2 separate regions of the Nomascus leucogenys genome follow, and region 2 is linked to region 1. A link is a contact called in public Hi-C data. All regions are on one chromosome and are shown on one strand. The core of a region is the stretch at or near the end of the contact, and the rest is flanking DNA. Distances in the headings are between cores, read along the strand shown.

The links. Hi-C and Micro-C count contacts between places; a contact is called where the count stands out from the background.
Region 2: a contact with region 1 is called in a Hi-C map of a lymphoblastoid cell line, with 8 times the contacts expected there. The contact joins two enhancer-like sites.

Annotation. Positions count from the first base shown.
Region 1 is chr22a:40,460,038-40,467,367 of Asia_NLE_v1, reverse strand. No RefSeq gene overlaps it. Among named protein-coding and RNA genes, the nearest start is that of MMP14, 17 kb to the left of the region's middle. Within about 2 kb of position 3,992, the one cell type or tissue checked has an H3K27ac peak away from gene starts, as active enhancers do. A contact at or near this core is called in a lymphoblastoid cell line, where this site is marked.
Region 2 is chr22a:40,734,507-40,741,836 of Asia_NLE_v1, reverse strand. It overlaps DAD1 (dolichyl-diphosphooligosaccharide--protein glycosyltransferase subunit DAD1), which reads right to left. Exons shown (of 3, transcript XM_003260920.4): 3 at 6,003-6,235. Among named protein-coding and RNA genes, the nearest start is that of DAD1, 26 kb to the right of the region's middle. Within about 2 kb of position 2,811, the one cell type or tissue checked has an H3K27ac peak away from gene starts, as active enhancers do. A contact at or near this core is called in a lymphoblastoid cell line, where this site is marked.

The sequences.
Region 1 (7,330 bases), core at 2,743-5,242:
TGCAAACTCGGCTTTTACTGGCCCTACCCCAATTTGTCCATTGGGCCTGACCCAGTTTCTATGGTTCCAAGTTCCTTTATTCGAAAGCAGCACATGTGAGTTGGAGCAGCCAGGAGGGAGCCAAGGGGAATCTTCAAGGAGGTTTGGACAGAACCCAGGAAAGTTGGTGCTAAGGAGACGCTGGACTGGGGGCAAGGGCCGAGGAGGAGCAGCACTCTGCCCACGACTGCACCCCACACATTTGGAGGGGGGCCACGGACTCCCTTGTCATCACCTCCCCTTCTCCAGGGCTCCTGGCACCAGCTGGGCCCATGACTCCAGGGCTGCCAGCCAGGCGCTGGGTCAGCGGGAAGGGAAGGGAAGATCTAAGAAGAGCTAGGTCCTCTAGAGGAGAGAGGACTGGGCAGAGAGACACCCCCACACCCCTCCAGACCCCAAAACACAATCTGGCTAGCTCTGCCAGTCCTTCACTGTCCCTCCCCCAGGGCCCCTTCTCCCCACAATCTGACAGACTTTCCAGTGGTCTCTTTCTGCTCTGTATCCCTCCTTCCCTTCCAGCAATGGTGAAACTAACATTTGCTGAGGTCCTTACAACACACAATGACACAGGCACTAATATTGTCCCCATTTAACAAATAAGGGAACTGAGGCCCAGAAAGATAAATAACTTGGTCAAGGTCACAGGTTGTTAGTCCAAATTTAAAACCCAGATCTTTCCAATTTACTTATTTATTTTTCTATACTGGCAGATCCTGGCAATCTCTTGGGGTCTCTTCCAGCATGGACCCTGGGTAGCTGGGCGTTTTCATGGCAGTGTGTGTTCTGGGGATCTGTCAGCACATATGTATTTGCTTATTATGGTTTGTTGTTGTTGTTGTTGTTGTTTTGAGACGGAGTTTCACTCTTGTTGCCCAGGCTGGAGTGCAATGGCACGATCTCAGCTCACTGCAACCTCCGCCTCCCGGGTTCAAGTGATTCTCCTGACTCAGCCTCCTGAGTAGCTGGGATTACAGGCATGAGCCACCACGCCCAGCTAATTTTGAATTTTTAGTAGAGACGGGGTTTCTCCATGTTAGTCAGGCTGGTCTCAAACTCCCGACCTCAGGTGATCTGCCTGCCTCGGCCTCCCAAAGTGCTGGGATTACAGGCGTGAGCACCCGGCTGTATTTGCTTATTGTGCAGCAATATTATGGGGGATAGGAGTGCAGAGGGAAAAGGACCCCACTTTGCCAGCCCATCGCCTCCCTTCTTGGGGACAGGAGCCGCACTCTGAGGGAAGGAAGGTGGCACCAAGACTCAGAAGCCAAAGGGATGGAATGAGACAATGGCAGCAGCTAAGGGTGGGATGGGTGAATGTTTCTGTGCAAGGGCATGGGGGACGGGGGGCTTCAGGGGTGGTGCCCATTCCCAAAGGCCCCAAGGAAACCCCAGCCAAGGCTGCTCCCTCGTCCTGCAGCTCCTGTCCCCGTTTCCTACCTACCAACCCAAATCTGAGTACACCTCCTTTAAAAGCTCAAGTCTGCACAGCTAGCCCCAGCCTCAGGGGTTTCTGCCCTCCTCTCTCAGTCTTGTGAAAGTAGGGAGACCGGAGGCCGCCTGCAAGGGGCTGGGCAACCAGGGCCTGGAAGGGAGGCAGGCCTGACTGGCCAGAAGCCACCTTCCAAATGAGCTCACACACATATTTTCCACCCTGGCCCAGGGCCGATGGCTCAGCTCCTTCCAGGCCAGCCTTCCCCAGCCAGGCCCAGCCCCCTCTGTCCTACCCTGCCACCATTCCTGGCCCTAGGGGCTCCAAAGCAAGATTACTGGCAGCCCCCTGGCCAGGGCAGTCACTGGCATCCCCAAGGAGCAGCCTCCTCTGTCTCCATGCTGAGGCCATTTGCCCCCAGAGTCGCTTATTCCTTTGTGACTTAGAGAAAAAGGAGACCAGCTCCCTGCCTCCAAATACCCACACCTGGGTAGGGAGGGACGGTAGAGGTGATAGAAGAGGCGGTGGAAGTAGTGAATGGGCGGAAGGGTTTCCTTTGAGTGCCCGAAGTAGCTCATTGACTCAGGGACCAGCCAGGTCTGGGAGCTGCCTCATCATGGGTCACATCCTGCTCACTCACTCAATTTCCTGCTAGGGGCACTTCCCTGACTTGGAGCAGGATGGGGTCTGGGTGAGGCAAGGCCAGGCTGACCACAAAGCTGAGAAAAAAGACTGGCGTGTCAGAAGGCCTAGTGGATTCATACACACGCAACAGGCTCCATTTCACTTTGGTTTGTCAAAGACATCACTCATTGCCCAACTTACAGAGACATGTAGCACCAGGCCAGAGAGCAGGATCAGTTCCCCAAAAGGCTCTCTCACCTGCTCAGCACCTGACTCTGTGCTAGGAGTATGGCTGCCCTGACTCTATTTCCTGGATCCAGTTTTGTCCCCTGGAGTTCTGTGAGTTAGTATATTCAGACATGGCAGACAATTCTTCCCATTCTGGAGTCCAAGATGACGGTCACTGTGAGTAGATCACACATGTTGCTCTCTCATACCAGGTGATGGTCTAGTTCTGTCAAGGAATTACTATAATTCATAATATCAACCCTATCACAGCCACTGGAAAACAGGTTCTAGCCTCCCTTTTCTTACAAAAGGGTAAAATAGTGCTAGACACACAGGAGGCACTCAATAAAATTTGTTGAATTGAATTACCAGTGGTAGTTGTGATTACATAAGTATTGTATACATATGTACACATTATGGACACATAAGTAGTGAATACATAACTCACTGAGCTGAACACTTCAACTTAGTGCACTTTGTGAACCTCATGGTATATGTATATATTTTTGTGTGTGTGAGACAGAGTCTCACCCTGTCGCCCATGCTGGAGTGCAATGGTGCAATCTCGGCTCACTGCAACCTCCACCTCCCGGGTTCAAACGATTCTCCTGCCTCAGCCTCCCAAGTAGCTGGGATTACAGGCACCCGCCATACCCAGCTAATTTTTTTTTTTTTTTTTTTTTTTTTTTGTATTTTTAGTAGAGACAGGGTTTCACCACATTGACCAGGCAGGTCTCAAACTCCTGATCTCGTGATCTGCCCGCCCCAGTCTCCCAAAGTGCTGGGATTACAGGCGTCAGCCAATGCGCCTGGCCTTTCATGGTATATTTTACCTTATTATTTTTTTTTTTAGATTAGTCAAGTGCAGTAGTGAGAAGGGGGAAAAGAACAGAAGAAGGAGTTTGATCTGTAACTGACTGTGAGCAATCAGTTGAGATAACACACTACCTTTAGACCAACCATCACCTCAATCTTTAAAAGGTTTTAAAAAAGAAAAATATATTGAGGTAAAGAGGTTCATACCCCCAGAGCTCCTGCTTTGTCCCTGTAGGCCCCATCCCCTCCCCCTTAGGTGTCAACTCTCCACTCCCTGCCTGCCCTTAATCTGGGAGTGGCTGGTGTCAGGTTGTGTTGACCCAACTCTTCTGGAAATACCCAGCCTTTGGCTCGCACTCCCAGCCCAGCCCACACCTAGACTCTGACCTGGAGGGCCCAGCCAGGAGGCCTCTCTTCCCTATATCCCTCTAAGCTCTATGTCAGATTCCCCAAACTCTTCTCTGCTTTGCTGGCCTGTGCTCCAGAGATCTCCCCACCTCATCCCTGCACAAGATTGCATGTAGGTTCTGAGTGGAGGACAGCTGGGTAAGGGACTTAGAGGAACACATCCCACTCTCTATGGCTGCGCCCACTCCATGTACGAGACCCGCGGGGCAGGGTTTGCAGGGTGATAGCGCCCCCTTGTGCTGGATGTTGGGACTGCAAACCGAACCTAGGGAACTGAGAGGTAGAGGCAAAGCCAGTCCCACCAGGGCCACGGGTACTACCAGCCTGTTCTTTCCCCTGTTCCACTTTCCATGTTTCCACCTTGGACACCTGTACTTAAAGGGGCGGGACTCTGGGCGAGACGGGCAGACAAGCTGCTCTTAGCTTTCCAGCTGCAGAGAGGGAAACGTCAGAGTTTCCGTCTGCTGTCCCTGTGTGGAGGTTGGTGGGCAGCCCTCACTAACTCCAGGAAAGGAGAGGGAGTGGGGGGGTGGCGGGTGATACAGGACAGATGGTCCGCGGGAGGGAGGAAGCTTGGCACTTCTGTGCCCTCTCCTTGGAGCGCCTCTGAGTTGTCACACTGCCCCCCTGTGGGCGCCTCAGACACGAATCACTCCAGGATGCCTGTCCCCGGGGTCACAGGGTAAGAGTCCAGGTGAGACTCTGCACTCCTGGACTGCAGAATGCTATCACAGAACTCCCTCTGACCAAGACAAGCAGGCCCCTGTGTCCCCTTTATCTAAGAGTAGGATATTTCTGTGCCAATTCCCTGAGGCTTTTGGAGATAACACCCACACCTCTTGAGGGACCTCTAACCTGCACCCATGCCCCTGTCCTCGTCTTCACCCTGGTGCCATGAGAATCCTTTGGTCTCAGCCTCACATTTATAAAGGCCCTCAAATTTCTAATTTTGTAGTTAAAAAAATTCCTGTTGGTTCTTGTAAATAGTACTATATAGCTGTGTTGTTTGTACCAAGTTTTTATTTGTTAAATGTTTAAATATACCAAGTATTATCAAAACCATCTTAGCATTTCTTAGTTGTTATTATTATTATTATTTAGACCAAGTCTGGCTCTGTCACCCAGGCTGGAGTGCAGTGGCACAATGTCGGCTCATTTGCAACCTCATTTCCCGGATTCAAGCGATTCTCCTGCCTCAGCCTCCTGAGTAGCTGGGATTACAGGCACCTGCCACCATGCCTGGCTAATTTTTGTATTTTTAGTAGAGATGGGGTTTCACCATGTTGGCTAGGCTGGTCTCAAATTCCTGACCTCAGGTAATCCGCCCCCCTCAGCCTCCCAAAGTGTTGGGATTACAGGCATGAGCCACTGGGCCCAGCCTTAATTTTTTAATATACCAGAGGCTCAAAAAATGGACATGATTTGAGGTTACACTCAAATTTCTGAGGGGTGTCCCCACCCCACATAAAAAATTGAACTGCGGCTGGGTGTGGTGGCTCCCGCCTGTAATCCCAGCACTTTGGGAGGCCAAAGTGGGTGGACCACCTGAGGTCAAGAGATCGAGACCATTCTGCCCAACATGGTGAAACTCCGTCTCTACTAAAAATACAAAAATTGGCTGGGCGTGGTGGCGCGCGCCTGTAGTGCCAGCTACTTGGGAGGCTGTGCCAGGAGAACCGCTTGAACCCAGGAGGCGGAGATTGCAGTAAGCTGCAATCGTGCCACTGCACTCAAGCTGGCAACAAAGCGACACTCTGTCTCAAAAAAACAAACAAAAAAACCATTGAACTGCATCTTATTCTCTTCCAAAGCACAAGGAAGCCAGCTCCCAAAACCAAGTGTAGGCCTTCAGTTCCATCTCTCCCTTCAAACATAGAAATTTTGTTGTTGGTTTTTTTTTTTGTTTTTTGTTTTGTTTTGTTTTGTTTTTAAGACAGGGTCTCACTCTGTTACTCAAGCTGAGTGCTGTGGCACAATCATGGCTCATTGCAGCCTCGACTTCCTAAGCTCAAGCAATTCTGCTGCCTCAGCCTCCTGAGTAGCTGGAACTACAGACATCTACCACCATGCCTGGTTAATTTTTTATTATTTGTAGAGAAGGGGTCTTACTATGTTTCCCAGGCTGGTCTCAAACTTCTGGACTCAACTGATCCTTCCACCTCAGCCTCCCAAAGCGCTGAGATTACAGGAATGAGCCACCATGCCTGGCTGCAAGCAAAAGTTTTTAAAAGCTGTCTATATTCCTTCACTGGTCATTTTTTTTTTTTTTTTTTTGAGACAGATCTCGGCTCACTGCAACCTCCGCCTCCCGGGGTTCAAGCAGTTCTCCTGCCTCAGTCTCCTGAGTAGCTGGGATTACAGGCACGCACCACCACACCCAGCTAATTTTTTTGCGTTTTTAGTAGAGACGGGGTTTCACCATGTTGGTCAGGCTGGTCTTGAACTCCTGACCTTATGATCCACCCGCCTCAGCCTCCCAAAGTGCTGGGATTACAGGCGTGAGCCACCGCGACTGGCCAGTCATTTCTTTTTAACCTAACCTCTAAATCTGTATTCTAACCCAGACATTTGCCAAAATTGTTCCATAAAAGGCCTTTGTGGGCCAGGCATGGTGGCTCACACCTGTAATCCCAGCACTTTGGGAGGCCGAGGCTGGTGGATCACCTGAGGTCAGGGGTTCGAGACCAGCCAGGCCAACATGGTGAAACTCCATCTTGTCTCTACTAAAAATACAAAAATTAGCTGGGCATGGTGGCGCATGCCTGTAATACTAGCTACTCAGGAGGCTGAGGAAGGAGAATTGCTTGAACCCAGGAGGCAGTGGTTGCAGTCAGCCGACATCACGCCATTGCACTCCAGCCTGCACGACAAGAGCAAAAAACTCTGTCTCAAGAAAAAAAAAAAAAAAAAAAAAGCCTGGCCAGGTGCGGTGGTTCACGAGCTCATGCCTGTAATCCCAGCACTTTGGGAGGCCGATCATGAAGTCAAGAGATCGAGACCATCCTGGCCAACATGGTAAAACCCCATCTCTACTAAAAATACAAAAATTAGCTGGGCACGATGGCGCACACCTCTAGTCCCAGCTACTCGGGAGGCTGAGGCAGGAGAATCGCTTGAACCCAGGAGGCAGAGGTTGCAGTGAGCCCAGATTGTGCCACTGCACTCCAGCCTGGCAACAAAGTGAGACAACTTACTTCAATAAGCTCCCTTTGCCCTTGTCTTCTGTGAAGTGAGCCATCCTGAAACTGATGAGTCACAGAGTTGTCAAGGAGTACTGATGGCCCCAGACAGGTATCCCTCTATATCAACACTTGCCCTTAGCCTCTGTACCTCAAGCAGGAAGTAGACTGACTTTATTTGCTCCATTAATTCCAGTTTCTGGCCTTCAGAGTATACAGAATAAACAAATTATTGTTCTACACTACAGCTTGTCAAATATTTGAATCTAGTTTTCACTAAAGTTAAGCTCTCCAGCCGGGTGCAGTAGCTCACGCCTGTAATTCCAGCACTTTGGGAAGCCAAGGTGGGAGAATTGTTTAAGCTCAGGAGTTCGAGATCATCCTGGGCAACATGGTGAAAACCCGTCTCTACCAAAAAATACAAAAATTAGTCAGGCATAGTGGCGCCGGGCTGTAGTCCCAACTACTTGGCAGGCTGGGGTGGGAGGACTGCTTAAGCCTAGGAGGTAAAGGTTGCAGTGAGCCATGATCGTGCCACTGCACTCCAGCCTGGGCAACAGAGTAAGACCCTGTCTCAAAAAATAAATAAATAAATAAAATAAAGGTT
Region 2 (7,330 bases), core at 1,562-4,061, 280 kb before region 1:
CTTTGAGAAGACAGGAGTCCAGTGTCTGTTCGCTCTGGAAATGGGGGCATGTTCCCATTCCAAAGGTGATAGGATCGGAGGGGAGGATCCTTCCCGTTTTCAAAGCCTTCCTAAAATCCCACTGAGTAGTGGGGAGGAGTGCAAGTCTACCCTTTCCCCGAACCACCCACATGAAATTTAGCAACAACAACAAAAGAGGAAAATATTAGAGGAAGATCATATAAGCGTAAGAAGACAAGGCTGGCAGGACCTAAGACAGTCTAGGTAGATGAAGGAATATGGTTTACGTGATGGGGAGCACCTGGTCTCCATTTCATGCTTCCAGCCTTGATGGGAGGAAAGTAGGTAAACCTTAAAAGGGACTTCTTTCCAGTGGAGGCTGCAAGATTCTATTTTTACCAACCTCTAAGGTGTCCACCTTATCCTCGCCGACCCAAGTTATTCCAGTGATTTACCAAGGGACATGGGTGGAACGACATCCTTATCTGGACTCCTTATTAACAATATCCTACATCTGTACAACACCAAAGCAAACATCAACTCTTTTGATCAAAATGATAAACCCAGGTGGTAGGCAGAGTATTCTCTCCCCTTTTACAAATGAGAAGGCACATGGAGCGGCTTGCACAGGATCACAGTGAACTAGGCCCTGATCCCCACCAGACTCGGATCCGAGGCTTTCCACAAAGCTCTGTGGACTCAGAAATACCAGGTGGTTCCAGATTCAGCCATCAGAGGAAGGAGCATGAATTGACTGGCATTCCGAGGCCCTCTAAGACTAAATGTCTTGTTTCCTGCCTCTGTGGCCCTTCCCTCTTCCTGACTCTGCCTGCCTGGATTTGATCCCCCATCAGGATGAGATCAGAATGGCAAGGCAGAGCTCTGTACCTTTAGGAGGCACTCCCTCAATAAATATTTGATGTCGTTGGGCACGGTGGCTCACGCCTGTAATCCCAGCACTTTGGGAAGCCAAGGCAGGCAGATCACTTGAGGTCAGGAGTTCAAGACAAGCCTGGCGAACATGGTGAAACCCCATCTCTACTAAAAATACAAAAAATTAGCTGGGCGTGGTGGTGTGCGCCTGTAATCCCAGCTACTAGGGAGGCTGAGGCAGGAGAATTGCTTGAACCCAGGAAGCGGAGATTGCAGTGAGTCGAGATCGTGCCATTGCACTCCAGCCTGGGCGACAGAGCAAGACTCCATCAAAAAAAAAAAAGTGATGTTTGTGGTCTCGAAGCAATACTTATCCACTACACAAGCATATGCCAATGGGGATAACTAATATCCAGACACACTCCCCATGGCTGGTCCCTTCGCTGACTCTTAGCTGTCAGATCTCAGCCTAAAGGTCACCTGGTCAGAGAGGTCCTTCCTAGCCACTCTAAGCATTTGCTGTCACATTATATTGTTTACTTTCTTTCCTTCACTCCACTCACGACAAAATTATTTCATTTATGTAATAATTTGGCTCTCTTCCCTACTGGAATTTAAGGCTCAGAAAGCGAGGTGCCTTGTCCGTTCTGATCACTTCTGTAGCACTTAACTCATAGTAAGCAAAAATTTAAAGGAAGGAGTAATAACGAAAGAATGAGCTCTGCCATCAGATGTCTCTTATTTATACCCTGACACTAGATTGGGGTTAAATGTTGATAATCACTGAAGCTGTTAAGACATATGGGAGCTTGCTAGCTTCTTCACGTGCGTGTATACGCACGCATGAGGGGAAATTTCAATTAAAAGTGAAAAACAAAGTTGTTTATCCCTGGGATTTAATAGGCCTGAATAGCAGGTCTCAAAGGGGGCTCCTAGGGAGGTCTCTCCCCTTCTCCCAGGAAGAGCCAGGCCTGCCATTGGCCACCACAGTGCTTTAGCTAAAAGTCAGTGAAATGGATGTGCAGCTGAGGGAGAAAAGCAGTACGTCATGGAATCCTCAGAGCTTCTGGTGAGCACTGAAAGGAATGATACATTTGTAGAGCAATTACATTCAGATATTTTCACCTACGTTTTGTTGGGATAACCACAGTATGAAGTATTATTATCCCCATGCTTATTTTATGATTTATCTCATTCAAAGCCTAACCGCTTTCAGCTAGACAGAAATAAGATTCAAACCTAACACTTGCTAACTGAGTCTCCATTTCCTCATCAGGAAAGTAAGAATGCCGCCCACCTCCTTCACGCAATGATAGGGAAACATTAAGTAACAGGAGGGCGCTTAACAGTTTGCCGGACATGTGGTCCACGCTCACTCACTCCTGGACAGGAAGGGCTGTGTCTTCTCTTTCCTAATGCCAGGCACTACCTAGCACAGAGCCTAAGTGTGTAATTATTTGCTAAATTTTAGAGACAAAAGGTCAACAGACAGTAAGCGGCAGAACAAGTCCTTGAATCAACACTTTCAGATCAAAGTGTTTTCCGCAACACCAGGCTGCCTCTCTGGTGGTTTGAAAATACTTTTTTAAAATCCCATTGACAGAACTTGGACCTACCTATAAAATCAATGTAAGCAAATAAAATATTTTGTTTAGTCCTTCATAAGCTTCCTCCCACTTTTTTCCTACTCTCTCCTCTAAGATCCTTGCTCTAGAAAGTGTTTTCTCCCACAGGAGAAATCCAATTTTTATATTTGTTAAAAAACTTTTACATTAACTGTAGTTATTAAGTCATTTCACACTCAAACTTTTATTATAGACGCCCAGAGCTGAGCTGCAACCCAACAAGATAGGAGAGCAGCAGAGTCTCCCGCTAAGTTTGTAAACAAGCTCCCTGGCCTCTATAACCTCCAACACCAGGGAGCACGCCTCTGTGACCTCCCCAAGTATTTTCTAGCCATCACAACAAAAGTGTTTTGAAGCCCAAGATGAAAGAATGTGATCACAAGAGGCCGAAGGTATAGGCTGCTCAGAGAAGAAAACAAGAGAGATGGTTTCCATGTGATAGGGGCCAGGAAATGTGTGGGCAGGAGGTGCTCAGGGCTGGGCTTCCCACCACTGCAAAGAATGGCAGGGAATAGACTTTCCACAGTGTTTGTGGTGAATGGCTTCCGGCCCCATAAAAGAGCACAGAAAATAAAAATAAACCACCCCATAGAGGTGTTGAGCAAGGGGAAGCAGGAAATGCTAGGGTCTACCTCACTCTCCATGCAGTAGTACTCAAAATCAACTCCTTCAACATACTTAAGCTGAAAAAACACCTAAGAATCAGAAACGCAATGGGGCTTCGGCGTGTGTCTTTAAGTTCAAGACAGGGTCTCGTTCTGTTGCCCAGGCTGAAGTGCAGTGGTGCGATCATGCAGTCTCTACCTCCAGGGCTCAAGTGACTCTCCAAACTCAGCCTCCCGAGTAGCCGGGACTACAGAGGTGCACTGCCACGCCCAGCTAATTTTTTTAATTTTTGTAGAGACAGGGACTCACTGTGTTGCCCAGGCTGGTCTTGAACTCCTGGGTTCAAGCCATTCTTCCACCTTGGCCTCCCAAATTTCTGGGATTACAGGTGTAAGCCACCGCTCGCCTGGCACTTTTTCAGCGTTGTCTTTTGTGTGTGTGTGTGTGTGTGACGAAGTTTCGCTTCCGTTGCCCAGGCTGGAGTGCAATGGCACAATCTCGGCTCACTGCAACCTCCGCCTACTGGGTTCAAGCGATTCTCCTGTCTCAGACTCCTGAGTAGCTGAGATTACAGGCTCATGCCACCACGCCTGGCCTATTTTTGTATTTTTAGTAGAGACGGGGTTTCATCATATTGGTCAGGCTGGTCTCCTGACCTCAGGTGATCCGCCCACCTCGGCCTCCCAAGGTGCTGGGATTACAGGCATGAACCACCATGCCTGGCCTCTTTTAAGAACAGGGTCTCACACTGTTGCCCAGGCTGGAGTGCAGCGGCTACTCACAGGTCCACAGCTAATTCTTCAGTACATGTCAAATTGAGAACCATAAAGCAAATCAACAGAAGCATAAAAACAAGTTACCTATAATGAGCCTTTAACTAAATCTAATCCCAAGACTCCGAAAGCAGTCTGTAGGTTTTAGCCCCAAAGCAAATATTAAAAAGACACACCAAAGAAGAATGTTTCCTGTTGATGGTAACTGGCTTGGGTAAATCACAACCTCTGAGACAATAGCTGATCTAGTAAATGGGAATTTAATACCTGTCCCATGTATCTCAAGATCATTATGAAAAATTAAACAAAACCTATGTATTAAAGACTCTGCAATTACAATGTCTTCCTTCATAAAATTACTCTTATTCCCAGTTTTCAACCCGTGTCTCAAAGTCCAGATGCTTTTCTTATTCAAAATTCCAATTTCTCTAGAATAAAAATTATCCAGAAGCCTCCTGATAAGGTCTGTGACATCTGTATATAAGTTTTAAAACAGATTAGGCCAGACACGGTGGCTCACGCCTATAATCCCAGCACTTTGGGAGGCTGAGGTGGGCGGATCACCTGAGGTCAGGAGTTTGAGACCAGCCTGACCAACATGGAGAAACCCTTTCTCTACTAAAAATACAAAAATTAGCCGGGCATGTTGGTGTGCGCCTATAATCCCAGCTACTCGGGAGGCTGGGGTGGGACAATCGCTTGAACCCAGGAGGCGGAGGTTGCAGTGAGCCAAGATCACACCGTTGCACTCCAGCCTGGGTAACAAGAGCAAAACTCTGTCTCACAAAAAGAAAAAAAAGTGCAGATTAAACTGCTCAATCATAATCTCGGTGAACTAGTATCACTTAAGAATGGCAAACCATGACCCACATAGCCACAGCCAATTTTCATAAATAAAGTGACAGTGGAACATAGCCATGCCCATTTGTTTAAGGAAAAGCTTGCGGACTCCTGACTCAGTGTGTTATCAGTTAGGCAGAGAGCTAGTAAGGAACATACAGGCCCAAGCTTTTCACCAAGTTCCTAGGTAATCTTGAGACACGCCAAAATTTGAGAACCACTGCTCTAGATTAGGGCTTCTCAAATCTTATTGTGCACATAAATCACCTGAGGACCTTGTTAAAATGAAGATTTTGCTTCTGTAGGTTTGGGGTGAGGCCTGTGCTCCCAGGCGATGCCAATACTGGTAGTCAATGACTACATTTTGAGTAGCAAGAATCCAGAGCAGTGTTTCTCCAATTTGCTGTGCTCTGGAATCACCTGGGTAGCTTTACAAACTACAGATGCCACCCCAAGAGATTTTTACTTAATTGGTGTGGGGTGTGGGGTGTGGCCTGGACGTTGGGATTTTCTTTTTACATTACCCAAGCCATGCTAACGTGCAGCCAAGTTAGAGAAGCTCGCAACTCATCATTCTCGGTAGTTGGCTAAATTTAAGTAGTGGCATTCTCAACATAGCTTCCGCCCCATATATAGCAACCCGACAGCACCCAAGATGAAAACAGGGCTGCGAGTATGACACACATCGATATGCCCAGACTTCAGCTTCCACCCAAGCTTTGTCATGAACTCTGATCTTAAGCAAGTCACAAATCTGAGTTTCAATTTCCTCACTTAACTGAGGACAGGAACCCCTAAGATAATTGCAAGAATAAAATGAGAGAATATTTGTGAAGGTGCTTTGGAGAATATTGTATCTTATAAGTCAACACATACATAACCCCCATTTTTCACTCTGTCTACATTGCCTAAGAGAAACATATTTCACTTTTACCACTAAAACATGTTGAAACAGATGTAAATGTGGAAGCACATACTTAGTTCAATTTCTAGCAAGGTGCTTAATGATGCAGTTCCAGGAATGCACTGTCATAAGAGTGGAAGCACCTGTAACAATCGAAGGATTAGTAAAGGATTACCTGCTCCAGGAAGAAGACAAAGGACTGCCATTTCCCAGGGTTGTCAGCACTGCCTTTTGCCATTAACTTCAAATACACTTAATGAAAACAAGGAGGCAGGTTCACAGCTGTAAGTTACCAACTCATAAAGAGTTCAGCACAGAGGACTGAAGAGGAAAAAATGGATTCTGATACCAGTAAAGAATAAAAACAGAGCCAGAGGCATATGGAGGAGTGGCATGGAGTTCTTTAATTTGGAAGGCAAAAGGTTACATTTAATGAAAGGCAGAGGTTGGATTAATAAATGTTTGTTAGAAAGTTGTTCTGACACAGAGTGAACTCTGGGCTTTTCTCCTGCATAAAAAGCAGAACTAGCAGTAAGTGCAAATCTGAAGAAAATCCATGTGTCCAACAAGCTGCCATCTCCAGAACTCTTATCCAGGAAATTCAAAGAGTGAACCTAGAAGAAAAAAGCAGCAAGGTTAAATGTCTTATGACACTAGAGACAGGGCCCCAAATCCTTCTATCTAAATTCTAACCCACGAGACAGTTATGGGGTTCCCACACTCAGGACAATATTTAAACCAGGCGAGAAAAACGAGAAAGAAGCAAGTATTTTTCACAGAACATTTTATGGGAGTAGTATCCAGAAAAATTAATGTTCAAAACTGAATTTCAAGCACACCAAGGCAAAACCAACTAGGAACTGGGAGACGTGTGTTCTAACTCCAGCTCTACCATTAATTAGCCACGTGACTTCACGTAAGTCACTCTGACTTCTCTGGCCCACAAATTCTTTGAGGTGAGAGGGTTGTAGTTTAACCTAAAGAGCTTTCTGGAATCTAAAACGCTTATAAAGCACAGATTTCCATTAGCGAGGAGGCAGGGTAGGGAAGTAAGGATTCAAGAAAGAAAGAAAAATTCCCAATCTCAGCTATAACAAAGGACCAAAATACAAAAAATAATTTAGTTTTCATTTAAAGATAAGTTTATTTTTGGCAAGAAAAAGGTGAAGAAAGAGTAACCCCAACAGAATTGGCTGCATTGCTGCTAGAGCCAAATGGAACTGAGATCTGTAAGCTGTGAGGTGGAACCCTCACCACAAGATACAGGCTTCCTTTAGTCCCTCAAAGCACAGCCTCCCACCTACTGGACTCCAGCACGGGTCTGGTCGGAAAGTGACCTCCAGCCCTAGGGGCTCCAATGTCTCCAGCGATAAGCAACTGATTTTCCCAGTGTGCCATAAAAATACTGCAATCTCCTATGTGTACCATGACTCAAAAAAGGCTGGGAAATACTACCTTTCAGAAGAACCGGGCTGCCCCAGGAGGAAAAAGGGCACTACCTTATTTGGTATATTGGGTCAAGTAAGTAACCTGGAGATTCTGGCAACAGAGCTGAAAGGAGAGATTTTGGACTTTCAGCCAGAATGCTTTCATTTCACTAACAATGGTATTTACAGAAATGCTACATAATTGCAGAACATTCCTGAATCAGTGGTATTATAAGAAATGTATAAAAGAAACAGCAGTAACAGGAAGCAAAAGGTGTTCAT